Linked DNA regions of Mus musculus: region 2 is linked to region 1. The links are chromatin contacts, called in public Micro-C maps. All regions are on one chromosome and are shown on one strand. The core of a region is the stretch at or near the end of the contact, and the rest is flanking DNA. Distances in the headings are between cores, read along the strand shown. Region 1 overlaps Tmtc2 (transmembrane and tetratricopeptide repeat containing 2). Region 2 overlaps Tmtc2 (transmembrane and tetratricopeptide repeat containing 2).

Evidence for each region. Hi-C and Micro-C count contacts between places; a contact is called where the count stands out from the background.
Region 2: a Micro-C map of the G1E-ER4 cell line shows a contact between it and region 1, with 2.2 times the contacts expected there. The contact joins two enhancer-like sites. A contact is called at or near these places in 3 of 484 Hi-C or Micro-C datasets (the G1E-ER4 cell line, embryonic fibroblasts and embryonic stem cells).

The regions. Positions count from the first base shown.
Region 1 is chr10:105,221,895-105,228,291 of GRCm38.p6, reverse strand. All of the region lies in intron 11 of Tmtc2 (transmembrane and tetratricopeptide repeat containing 2), which reads left to right. Among named protein-coding and RNA genes, the nearest start is that of Gm25422, 85 kb to the right of the region's middle. Within about 2 kb of position 5,046, at least 1 of the 459 cell types and tissues checked has an H3K27ac peak or open chromatin away from gene starts, as enhancers often do. A contact at or near this core is called in the G1E-ER4 cell line, where this site is marked.
Region 2 is chr10:105,361,459-105,367,721 of GRCm38.p6, reverse strand. All of the region lies in intron 3 of Tmtc2 (transmembrane and tetratricopeptide repeat containing 2), which reads left to right. Among named protein-coding and RNA genes, the nearest start is that of Gm46241, 92 kb to the left of the region's middle. Within about 2 kb of position 1,456, at least 5 of the 459 cell types and tissues checked have an H3K27ac peak or open chromatin away from gene starts, as enhancers often do. A contact at or near this core is called in the G1E-ER4 cell line, where this site is marked.

The DNA.
Region 1 (6,397 bases), core at 3,797-6,296:
TTCTTTTTTTACATTGTTGAAAATTGAAACCAGAACTTAGTATATTCTAGATAAATGCTCTACCACCAAGCCTTCATTCCACTACTAGAAAATGCTGAACTGGTTATAGGTTTTGAAATCATTTTAATGAGGTTTAATTTGTCACGAGAGTCTAAGAATTCCACCGAGTCAGAATTGACACTGCATGCTTTCACTCAGATGAAAAGAATTAAGCCGCCTTACATCTTCACGCTATGTATAACTGGTTCCTCCTTTATAAACACCTCCATCATATTGAGCAGCTTCAGTTTCACTGTATGATAATTACTTAAGTGCTCAGTACTTTGAGCAAGAAGATAGCAACCAACCTAATTCTTCGAAAACTTGCTCTGAATTTTCATCTCAGGTTTCAAGGGAAACGTCGTCCTCCAATGCTGATCACTTAAGATGTGCTAAAAAATGTGACAGTCGATAAAAGTTCCAAAGCTCTGCCAGACAAGCATATGTGACTGATGGCTTCAGCACAAGCCAGGGTCAAGAGTGTAAGCCAAATAAATGCCAAGCATTATAACACACTCCATCACTGAAGTTTGACCATCAAAGAGCAATTCATCACTTCAAGCTGTCAAAACCTATTTTGGTTTTCTCTTCCCCGTTCAGTGGGGCCTGGCCAGGGATCAAATGCATCAGAGCTATTTAGAACTAAATATTTTGACACAGTAGTAGTACATAAAGTGATGTGAACCTTGACATCTATACAGATTAGCTTTTAGATACTTCTAGGAATAGGCATCCTTCACTCTGGATATATTATATGTCAAAAACTCAGTCTTGATTTTTTTCATATGCACAAGTGAAATCTAGTTTGTGAAATATTGAAAACTCTATTGTGTTGTTTATATATGGTTTCATCATGAAAGCTGTCCAACTCCAGCATGAATCTCATGTGACTTTTTTTCCTATACAGCATATACTATTGTCTTTCCAGAGACTATTATCTATTTACATCTATTATATATCTATTAGACTATAAATAGTGTCAATCCCACCAGTAGACAATAAGACCACTACCACCATTTAAACTCAAATTGGAAGCAAGCTTTAATTAAATAGAGACCAGGAGATAGACTCTGGCCAGGTTCACCCCTGAGTACCAAGGAAAATGGTCATGGATCACACCTTTAAGAGGCTTTAAAAGACAACCCCACCAGGAGACCATATTTCCTACTGGGTCCAGTCAGGAGCAAGCATATATCCTGGTGTACTTCCTGCTTGCATACCTCCTGCATCCATCCAAGCATACATCTTGACATCTTTCTTGCCCATGTACCTCCTACCCACATGTGATCAAAGGCATCTTGTACAGGTGGGTCAAATAAAACAGGAACTTATTCTTAACTATACACAGAAGTCTTAACCTGCAAGGTATATTTTTCCTGTTTTGGTCACACAATTTCTTGCTTAAATAATATCACTTTTTTTTTTCATCTGATAGGCAACCCCTGTAAAAGGGTCATGGCCCACAGGCTGAGAACTGCTTCTCTAGACATTGAAAATCACCCTTTCTTCCAATTGCTATACTTCCATCCAAAAATCAGTTGGCTTGCCCAGGCATTGTCAACAGTGCTTGTTCAAACAGTACCTCATACCAGTCAATCTTTGCATCTTCAGACCCCTTCCGTTTTTATGCTGCACATCACCATTAACATCTGGAGTCCTCATATCTTTGTGGGATCCACCTCTTCTCTCTTAGTCATGAGCTGATAATGGCAGAGAGCTGGTTCTCTCTACTGCATTTCCCAGCACAGACCAGGGATTCTGTAGGTCCTTTGTTATCAATACTGAGGTATTCATAGGTGTCTTAGTTAGGGTTTTACTGCTGTGAACAGGCACCATGACCAAGGCAACTCTTATAAGGACAACATTTAATTGGGGCTGGCTTACAGGTTCAGAGATTTAGTCCAGTCTCATAAAGGTGGGAGCATGGTAGCATCAAGGCAGGCAAGGTGCAAGCAGGAGCTGCTAGTTGTATATCTACATCAGAAGGCTGCTTGGAGAAGACTGGCTTTCAGGCAGCTAGGAGAAGGATCTTAAAGCCCACACCCACAGGCACACACTTCCTCCAACAAAGTCACACCTACTCCAACAAAGCTACAACTCCAATTAGTGCCACTCCCTTGGCCAAGCATATTTAAACCACCACAGTAGGAGATCACTCTCCAATGTGTTCTATTTCCTATGTTTCGTAGTGTAGACATCTTATGCAGTGGAGTGCAGTTGTAATGTTTTAAATATATCATGCAAATCCTCTTGTCCCTTAATGAAACCTGGCCTAGGAAGTAGAAGCCAACCACAGCCTGGGATGCTCAGCACCAGCGTGGTGATCGTTTACATAGCTGGCAATTAAACCACAACATAGCCAAACCGACAGCCAAGAACACCCTGAGATGAGGAACTTCACGGTGTACTTCAAGGGAAATTCAAGTGATTTTTTAAGAGGATCTCAAAAATGAGATGATTATTTAACTCTTGCTGAATAAAGAAACTTGAGGTTCTTTCTCCTTAGCCACTGTATGTTTCCGCTGAGTCTTTGGCATTTCTCTGTCTTTCACCATCAGGAACTTTTGTGGGAAATTGAATGTGGAGTCAGTGCCACTTTTAAGTGTTCCCCCCCCCCCCAAGGGTCTCTGCATGGCCTTAAAGTGTGATCGTCTTGCCTCTGCCTCTCACGTGCTGGAATTAGGGGACCGTGCCACCAAACCCACGTAACTGAAAATGAATTTATCCTCAGGAGATCTAGCTTTATTCACATGGCTTGGTTTCCTGTTTGATGTTCCGTTTCTGGAATTCAGTCCATAGCAGAAACCATAACAAATCTAGCAGAAGAAGCAGAAGTCTTTAGGTGTCATCTGTAGGCCTATGCATGCATAACAGAATATACTTTTATATTATTAGCTAGAACAGCATGGTCTGGTGAAAACATGCTTTAAAAACCTCATACCACTCTTGAAAAAAATAGCTTCTTATGACAAAGGTTGATTTTGTTACTCTCATAGATGACTTTAAATTGGCCAGTTTTTTTTTTTTTTTAACAATTAAACCCAAAAGAGCATGTCTGCATTTCAGTAGACAATTTACCTTATACAAGATTTCTTTACTCTTAAAAAATACAGAAACATTCTAGTGCAGCAATTTTATATACACATATTTTATATGTATATATGTGTATGTATACATATATACATATGTGTGTATATATATCTATGCTTTATCTATATGAAATTAGGATAGGAAAATGAGCCAACTCTTTTAATACTTATTAGTCAGCTTTATGAGAGAGAAAAAATCTAGAAATCATAGTTTATTTCCCTTTGTAAATGTCAATGAGTGACCTATTTTGAAATTTGTAGCCACAATAAGGGAACAATTCCAGGTAAGGAGGAAATGACAAACATGAGAGGTACCATAGGACATGGGCATGAGAAGGAAAGTTTACTAGGGACTGAAATCCAGCTGATAGCTCTGAATAGCAGTGTCCTCCTGAGAGCTGGAAGGAGAGATAATCCTATACTCTACAAGAGAAATAACTTGACTGTGAGCTCTCTGAGGCGTTTCACACCTGTGTCTGAGAGCCCTGGGGGCCTGAAACAGAAAGATCACTCACTAGACACTAACTTTGGCTTTTTGTGAGTTCAAAAGCCAACCTAGGTTATAATTTAAGATCAAAGAAGGAGGGAGGGAGAGAGGAAGGGAAGAAGGAAGGGGGAAAAGTTTGGAGGGAAGAAGGGACAGAAGAAAAGAAAAACAGGGGGAGGGAAGGAGGAAAGAAAGAAGGGATGGAAGGAGGAGGGAAGAAAGAACTATAGACATTAAAGTTGCTGGCTGGCGAATCATACTTGCCTTCTGTGAGAATGCACGTTATAAGCTAGCCTTAGCCCATTGTGTGGCTGGCCAGTTAGTACATCTGTTCAGTAGGATTTCGGGGGCCAGAGTGTTATTTGCATCTGCTATGTGGAGGGGGCTGATGGTAAGGTCTTGATTTAGTTAACGAAATCATAGTGAGTGAGTCGTGGAACTCACTGTGAAGACCAAGCTGACATCATATGTGAAAAAAAAAAATCCTTCCTCCTCTACTTCCAGGGAGCTATGATTACATGCCCACTCCCATGCCTGATTATATGTGGTGTCAGGGACTGCAATGGAAACCAGGACCTGCACTGAGCTGCGGCTCTATCATTTATTGAATTCCTTCCTGTTTCTTTCTGTTTCTTTTCCTTTTTCCTGTCTCTTCTTTTCTTTTTGAAACAGAGCCTAACCCAGGGTGTCCTTATATTGTGTATGGACCTAAGGAGCATCCAATTCTCCTGCATCCACCCCTAAATACTAGAATACAGCCTGCCAAGTTTCTAAGGTGCTGGGGATGTAACCTGGGGACTCCATACAGTTGTAATAGGGCCATTGAATCAGCAGTTACACTTTGAAAATGAGCTATGTTTTAATCCCCTGCCCAATTTACATATGCGAGGACTTTTCCTGTGAGTTGCTTTGGTGGGAGAACCTTGAAGAAAGATGTGGGGAGAAAAATCCCAGAATATGATGGCATTTTACTAACTGTGCCTTAGAGAAAACATCCTTATAAACTATGTTTGTTCTCGCTCCTCTCAATGGATCCTGTTTACCCAGCATTCTCTTTTATCTGTCCTAACCTTTATGTAATAGATTTTTATTTGCCCTGGAGAGACAGCAAAGATATTTTTATTTTGGTTTGTTTTATTTTTTTAATTTAAGTCGCAGTCCATTTCCATAGCTTTACAGATCATTTCATTTCTAAAGTTTCTCTTTGGAACTTCTTTTTTTTTTTTTTTTTTGTATTATTTCCTTTTTCCTTTTTTTTTTTTTAAATCAGATTCATAAAACTCTGTTGGAAATAATGGTGTCGTTCAACCATTTCAAGAGTAACGACTCTTATTTCTTGAAAATATTCCTTATATGTCTCTGAAAAATAAAGTTCCATGTAAAATAGGACAGGAATTGGCATCTAAAATCATTTTATTGATTAAGTTTAACATGTGTGTGTGTGTGATATGCGTTTTTGAGCTGAGAGGGCAGTTTTCAACAATCAGCTCTTACCTTCTCCCATGATAAGGAAGAACCGCCCTTCTTGTTTCCTCCTGCTAGCTGCCCCATAGACACCAGAGTTGACTTTTCTGTCTCCCAACCCCATCTTGCAGTAGGAGTCCTGGGGTTACAGATAAGAGCCATTACATCTGCCTATAGGATCATCAGGTGTGAGCGACAAGCACTGACACTTGGTGAACCATTTCATACCCCCTGCACGCTAGCATTTTCGCAGTTAACCATCTCTTTTGAGCTTTGTTTTGCAAAACTCCTATAAGACCTCTTACAAAAATCCTCAAAGATTTCTAGAAGTAATATGGAGAATTTACTACCCAATTAAAATTGACAAGAAAGTAGGCTTTGACATTGATTAAATAAACCCAAGATGCTACATCCACACTGGGACGCTTTGTTTTAACTTATCTATCATTTCCTCCTCACAATCAATTCTGATACATTTTCTACCACAGGCAAAATTGGCAAGAGTAAAGTCCTGCTATTCACTGTGGATTTTCAGATCTAACCCCTGTTAGTAACCTTGAGAGCAAATGTGAGGAATTGAAAAGGTACCTATAGCGTTATGTAACACAACCGCTCTCTATCTAGTGCACGTTAGAATCACCTGGGAAGGTCTGCAATATGCCAAGATCTAAATTGTAACCAAACGCTTGAGTTTATTTGTTCACACTCAGACGTCCCGAATTCAAGGTTTGGGAAGGCCCTGGGTGATTTTAATGGATGGTTAAGCTTGAGGACCATGGGTCTTTGCTTGACTCTGTGGCTACCACCCAGTTCTGATTTAACTACGTGCTATGTGACTTTGTGACTCTTATTTAAAAAGCCTCTTGTATCAGTCAATTGGCCATTAGTCGTACCTGAGTCAAAGTATCATTCTGAAAATCCAAAGAAATAAAGGATGGTACTTCTTTTTTTTTTCTTTTTGTATTATTTCCTTTTTTTTTTTAAGCAAAGTTATAGTTCTTGAAAGATAATATCCAGTAAGTGCTCCCTTTCAACTATATTGTCTCAAAGAGACAATCTCCAAGATGAGACTGGGGGTGGGACATGTCTCAGGAGCAGCAGGACAGGTGTCGATCCACCTTTTGCCTTGAAAGGAATGGCCCTTGGGTAAGTCAAGGGGTGCCTGCCTGCTGGGCTTGGAGTCTGGGACAAAGCAAAAACTGGGAAGAGGAAAAGTTAAAAGATCAAAGAGTTGGACTGAGCTACCTGATACGGGTGTTCTGCTACAGAGCTGGGGATGAGAGTTGGAGCCTTGGAACTGGGGTCAGGGGCAGAGAGA
Region 2 (6,263 bases), core at 207-2,706, 140 kb before region 1:
TGTAATTCCTTCATGCTGTGTCTTCAGTAATATCTCCAGCCTCTGACCGTGTTGTACCTCCTCCACTCTTATGTCCATAGGCACAGCTGTCGTCATCCTTCACGAGACCAGTGGTTCTCAACCTTCCTCAGGCTGCAACCCTTTAATGCTGTTCTTCGTGTTGTGGTGACAACCAACCCCCCCCCCCCAAACCACAGAATTATTTTTGTTGCTACTTCATGACTGTAATCTTGCTACTGTTATGAATCGTAATGTAAATATCTGATATGCTGGATATCTGATACGTGACCACCCCTCTGGGGTGGGGCTGGGGGTTGCGACCCACAGGTTCAGAACCATTACACTAGCGTATTACTAAAAGATTCCTACCTGAATTGCTCCCCTGTGTTTACTGGATCATTCATTATGCCTTGTATTTTTTTATTTTATGCCAGATATGGTGTATTTTATAGCACAAATGGAGAGTTCTCTGTGAGACATTTTGTTCATTGAGATAATACTTTCATTTTATATATAATGTGTGCTAGAGTCTTAGGCCCCCAGAGGTGTCAACTTCCTCTAGTGTACTTTGCATTTTGTCTCCCTGTCTTCAGGACTCCCTAAAGACTCAGACTTTATTTTGTTCATGTTAATATTTTGGTATAATCTAATGCAACACTGGGTGCTTTTATATATCTCAGAAGGTGTTATGTTATCTTATGATTGACTCTCAGCTTTTATTACCATTATCTTTTCTCTCTTCTTTTCCCCTGTCCCACTTCCTGTTGAGACAGGGACACTGGAAGGGACTCAAGCCACCAGATGTTCTCTTGCATCTGGACAGGCTGTGGCCTCTTCCTTTCTACAAGAAAGCAGACCTTTGCACAGCAGATGCTGTGTGTAAATTCCCGATTTAGTCTTCTTTGCTTTAGTTAGGGTTTCTGGTGCGGGGATGACCAAAAGGAACTTGGAGATGAAAGAGTTTATTTCGTCTCACAAATCCAAGTCACAGTCCATCACGGAGGGGAGTCATGGCAGGAACTTGGAGGCAGAAGCTGATACAGAGGCCATGGAGAAATGCTGCTTGCTGGTTTGCACTCCAGTGGCTTCCTCAGCCTGCTTTCTTACTTACCCAAGACTACCTTCCCAGGAGTGGAACTACTACTCACAATGGGCCAGGACTACCTACATCAATCACTGATTAAGAAAATGCACAGAAGGCTTGACAGAGGGCATTTTCTCAGCTGAGATTCCTCTTCCCAAATGACTCCAGGTTGAGTCAAGTTAACACAGCACACCCTTCTATTATGTTACCTGAGCCACGAGAGCGTGAGATCTAAGCCAACTGAGCAGAATTGCCAGGCGCCTCCTTGGTGTAATTTGCTGACCCTCAAGGCTTCTGCTCTGGAGCAGCTCACCTCTGAGGCTCTCTCTGGCTTTGCCTGTTTCTGCAAGTTTCCAGGAAGTGTTTCAGCTTGGTATTTCCGAGTCTCGGTTTGCATCAGTTTTCCTGTTGTCGGGACAAAGGAGATCATTACTGTCTGAGCTGACATGCTGATTCCTTTATAGTAGCTTACACTTAACCACCATCCCAGTGACCCTATGGAAATATGTCAGGACCCACAAGGCACTCCATACACCACGGCTTTCTACTCATTTCTCTTTCCTTTACAAGCAAAACCACAGAATCTCAGAGAAGATGCGTATATCTAGCTCCTTTGCCTTCCTGTGCTCAGTTCCAGCCCTGCAAGCTGCTCTGATGCCTTCTATTTGGCTGATAAACTCTGACCCCTGTGTCTCTGTCGTTGCTTTTGTGTGGAGTGTGTTTTCTCAGATATCCCCAGTGTGTTGCACTGCATCTTCCTCTGCATCTTCCTTGGGTCTCACATGAAGGTGCCACTGTCAGTAAGATGCTTGATGTGGACTTATCAAGCCCCATTGAAGATGACAGCCATGCCTCTTTACGCAGCATCCCCTATCTTCCGCTTTCTTCCTGTTTCTCATGGCATTCACAATGATGTTGCTCACTGTCTGTGTATTATCTGTGTAGACTGTAAGATGGGATGGAAGAAACTTGGGGGCTTTTGCACTTGAAAATTCAACATGGTAGGAGAATGCCTGAGGGAGTGAAGTGCTTGCTTCATAAGTGTAAGGACATGAGTGTCATTCCCAGAACCCATGTCACAGCAGCTAGGCATGGTAACGAATGCATTGTGATCCCTGTAATGGGACACAGAGACAGGAAGATCCCTGAAGCATGCTTGCCAGAGAGTATAGCTTAATGATCGATTCTATCCTAAAGATGGTTTCGAGTGCTCCTGAGGATGATATATGGTGTTAAGCTCAATCTTCCATAAGCATGCTACATGAATGTACTCCTTCCACATAAGCATGTACATTCACGTATGCACACAAGGCATAAATACCATTTATACAATAAAGACCATGCCTACTAGAGAGAAAGCTTTTGATAAAGGACACTTGAAAGGTAAATATGGTAGTCATTCTTCTTGAGTTTTATATTCAGTTTAGAGGCAGAATGCTCAAGCAGGCAATAAGGAAATGTAAACTTTTTCTCTTTGGGTGAGAGAGATACCGAGAAGGATACTTTATAAAATGATTGGTAGGACTGGGAATGGAGGTCATTTGTATTTCAGGACTGTCAAATGGGCTTCCATTTTGAAATGAACAAAAGTCTTTCAATTCTGGTTTCTTGCTGCCTTTTTTTTTCTTTTTTTTCTTTTTCCTATTTGTAAAGTGCTCCTAATTCTGACTTCAGTTACTTCCTCAGCAATTATGAGATGGAGAAGAATCTTATGAAAAAAAGCCTCCTGACAATTTGTCACATTACTTAAGTCTAGCAAAAGATTAGAAACCCTTTAAAGCCAGTATTTCAGAATAATTTCTGAGACTACACATTGAGGCTGTTTTCCTTCCTCCTTTGAAAGCTTTTGAAAATTTGCGAGTACTTCAGTCTGCCATGTGTTCTTACAGAATATGATTTTAAGCCTCATGAAGCATTATACTTTAAAACTGCTGCCTTTATCATGGCTCCTGCAGACAGCTGCCAGTCATTAGCTGATTGGATGCAAATGGGTGATGCATCTCCCAGTGACTGTGTGGCTAATTTATGCTTTAAATCTGCATGGGGGAGACACGATGCTGATTGAAACACTGTAAAATGACAAGTCCTGTCTCCGTCTGTGGTTGATAATATCAAAAACTCCTGGGCATGGTTGATAACTGTCTATTGGAGATTTCACAATGATTTTGCATTCCTGGGCTAAGCAGGGACAATTCTCTACGGTGGTTGTTGCAATGGACACGACATAACTGGATTTGAAAGATTTGTTTTTTATTTCATGCAGTACATTTTGTCAACCAATTGATATATATTTGCTCACAAAAAGCATTTTTAAAATTCACTCCAAAGCAGGTAAATGCATGATTTCTTCCTCTTTGGCCTCTGGCTGTTTCTGATGCTCTTTGTCCCCCTCACCTCCATCTGTGTGAAACTTGACAGCATTGTCATCTGCCACCTTGGCTCCCAGGGCTGTACAGTGTGTCTCTTCTTTCTCCTAGTTTATGGTCATTCTCTCTTATGAGTTTGGCCTCTCCAGACCCCTTCTTTGTTTCTTCTCTCTAGTATCTATAGCATCACCTGCTACATAAGTGGGCAGCATGGAGGTAGCATAGATAAATATATTATTGGCTTTTGAAATGAAATGATGTTTCTGTGACCTCCTAGTTTTAAGAGCTTTTCCTTCTGTGGGACCATTCAGCATCTCACCCTCATCACCTCTGGGTTCAAAACCCAACTATTTACAAACTTCCTATTCAGAAAGCGATCATTATCACAGACCAAGCATTATTGTTAACGTGAATGTGGAAACGTAAAAAATGAGCGGTAACATCTATGCAATCCTGCCAGCTAAAACACTAAACACCTACAAAAAGGTACTAAAAATTTTAAGTTCCTGGCTAAACAGTCCTCTGAGATGGACAGTGTAACTTAGCTTGTGGAATGCTTGCTGGCATGCACAAAGCCTTCTGTGGGAAACCCAGCACCACGTGAACCGTGCCTGGTATCTTAGGCCTGTGATCACAGCACTCAGGGGGGAAACCTGGAGGGGCATCTGACTTCAGGGTCATCCCTGGCTACACAATTCAATGCCAACCCAAGCTCCATGGGACCCTGACTCAATAAATATATAAACATTAAGCAGATATATAAATAATAAATAAGGCCAGAGCCCTTGGCACCCTTTAGCAAACATTATGACTGGAATTTTTGGTTGTTCCAATGAAAGTTTCTAAAACTATGAGCCATTAAGCAGTTTATGCTAACCTGATGAAAATTTCACAAGCTAATGTGGATTCTTAGTTCCTTTTTGCTTATGCAAACATGAATGTAGCTATAAATGGTGGCCATATAGTGATTCTCAGATGTATAACTCTCTGGTCATTCGGAATCCTGAATTTGTGCTTCCCAAAATAAATGACATTTTTTTTTTACACTGATACCTATATAAAAGCTATACATAAGAACCTGTTCTCAGAACAGTGTTCTCTGCACTGTTTAATGAGTTCTCTTCCTTCTTGGGTTACTGTAAACATAACTGATTGGTTCCAACATCATATGTTTTAATACACATATTGCTTTCACAAATCCTGTCTCAAAAGCTTTTGACATTTCATTATTAGCTATGATGTGTATTGTATTGGTCAATCTCTGAATAGCTCTCCCTTTCTGAATCAAGAGTCTTTGTGTAGCACAGGCTAGCCTGGAAAACCTTGTGTGTGTGTGTGTGTGTGTGTGTGTGTGTGTGTGTGTGTGTGTACACATATGCATATATACTAAGAACACTATTTTGTTCAGGAAATAACTGAAAGCGTACCTGAAATCTAAGTCTCTGTGTGAAAGTTGACACTTGTGACTTTTTGTTCTAAGTGAGACTCCTCTGTAACTATGGTACAACGTAATTAAGCAGCCAGATTTATAAGCATGAAAGAGAGTTCCATTTCTCCAGTAATTTATCATGGCACGTCAAAGGAAAGGTGACAACTTTTCAAAAGAGGTTAATATTATATAAAATATTAAACTTATCAGTGATGTCAAGAAGAAAACCACTGTTGTATTTCACAGCTGACAGGCTGGACTAAAACAATTCTAAAACAGTGATTTAGAAAAACATTAGAACAAACATGAACAGCCTTGTAAGAAAGAGAGCAAAATGAATTCAGGCTAATGTGAGAGAAGTGATCAGAAATGAAGTTGGGATTCCATAGGGTAGAGTAAGTCTGTGTTCATCTTCTTTCTCAGCCCATTGTGTATTGAGTAGGAGAAAAAAAAAAAAAGAACTTGGCTGGTCAGTGGTAATGCATGTCTGCAATCCTAGAACCTAGGAGGCAGAGGCATGTGGATCTCTGAGTTCGAGGCCATCCAGGTCTACCAAGTGAGTTCCAAGCCAGCCAGGGCTACACAAAGCAACCTTGTCTCAGAAATCGATGATGATGATGATAATGATAGTAATAATTATAATGAAAAACAGAGTCAGGAGAAGAAATGAAATAAAACTGTCTCACTGACCGGAATAGACCAAACTATTAATAAAGTTCCTTTAAAAGTATTTGATTATTGAGAAAAGCATTTTTGTAATGAAACTTAAGTACTCATAGAACTTCAAAGGCTTAGTCCTTTCATGCCTTTAAGAATGAAAAAGTACATAGAGACAAGCAGAGCTCTGTGAGTTTAAGACCAGCCTGTTACTGCTGTTGCTGATGTGTGTGTGTGTGTGTGTGTGTGTGTGTGTGTGTGTGTGTGTGTGTGTGTGTGTGTGAGTGTGTAGTGAGTTTTACACAGGGAGAGAAACAGAGAAAGATAGAGACGGAGAGAGACGGAGAGAGAGAGAGAGGCAGACAGACAGACAGACAGACAGACAGACAGAAGGGTTGGACAAGAGAGAGGACAAAGAGAGAGGTTTAGACAAGCCAGTGCTTCAGAGTAGACCCCGTTTCAATAAAATAAAATAAAAACAAATGAAAAGAAGCAATGCCCACATTTTTGTTTTCTCATCCAGCTCTGTTAACTGTGGATATTCTTTTTTGGCAAAATGTAACAAGCAATAACAAGATGCAATACACATAACCCTAAGGTGTTTTATAGATAAAGTTGTTGCTTATGACTTGCTCTGTATTTCAGAATATTTATAACAAAAGTCCAGTATGTCTCCATCCTGAAGTTAACCATTGCCTTAGGCCCTAACCATTAATGTTTTGAAGAA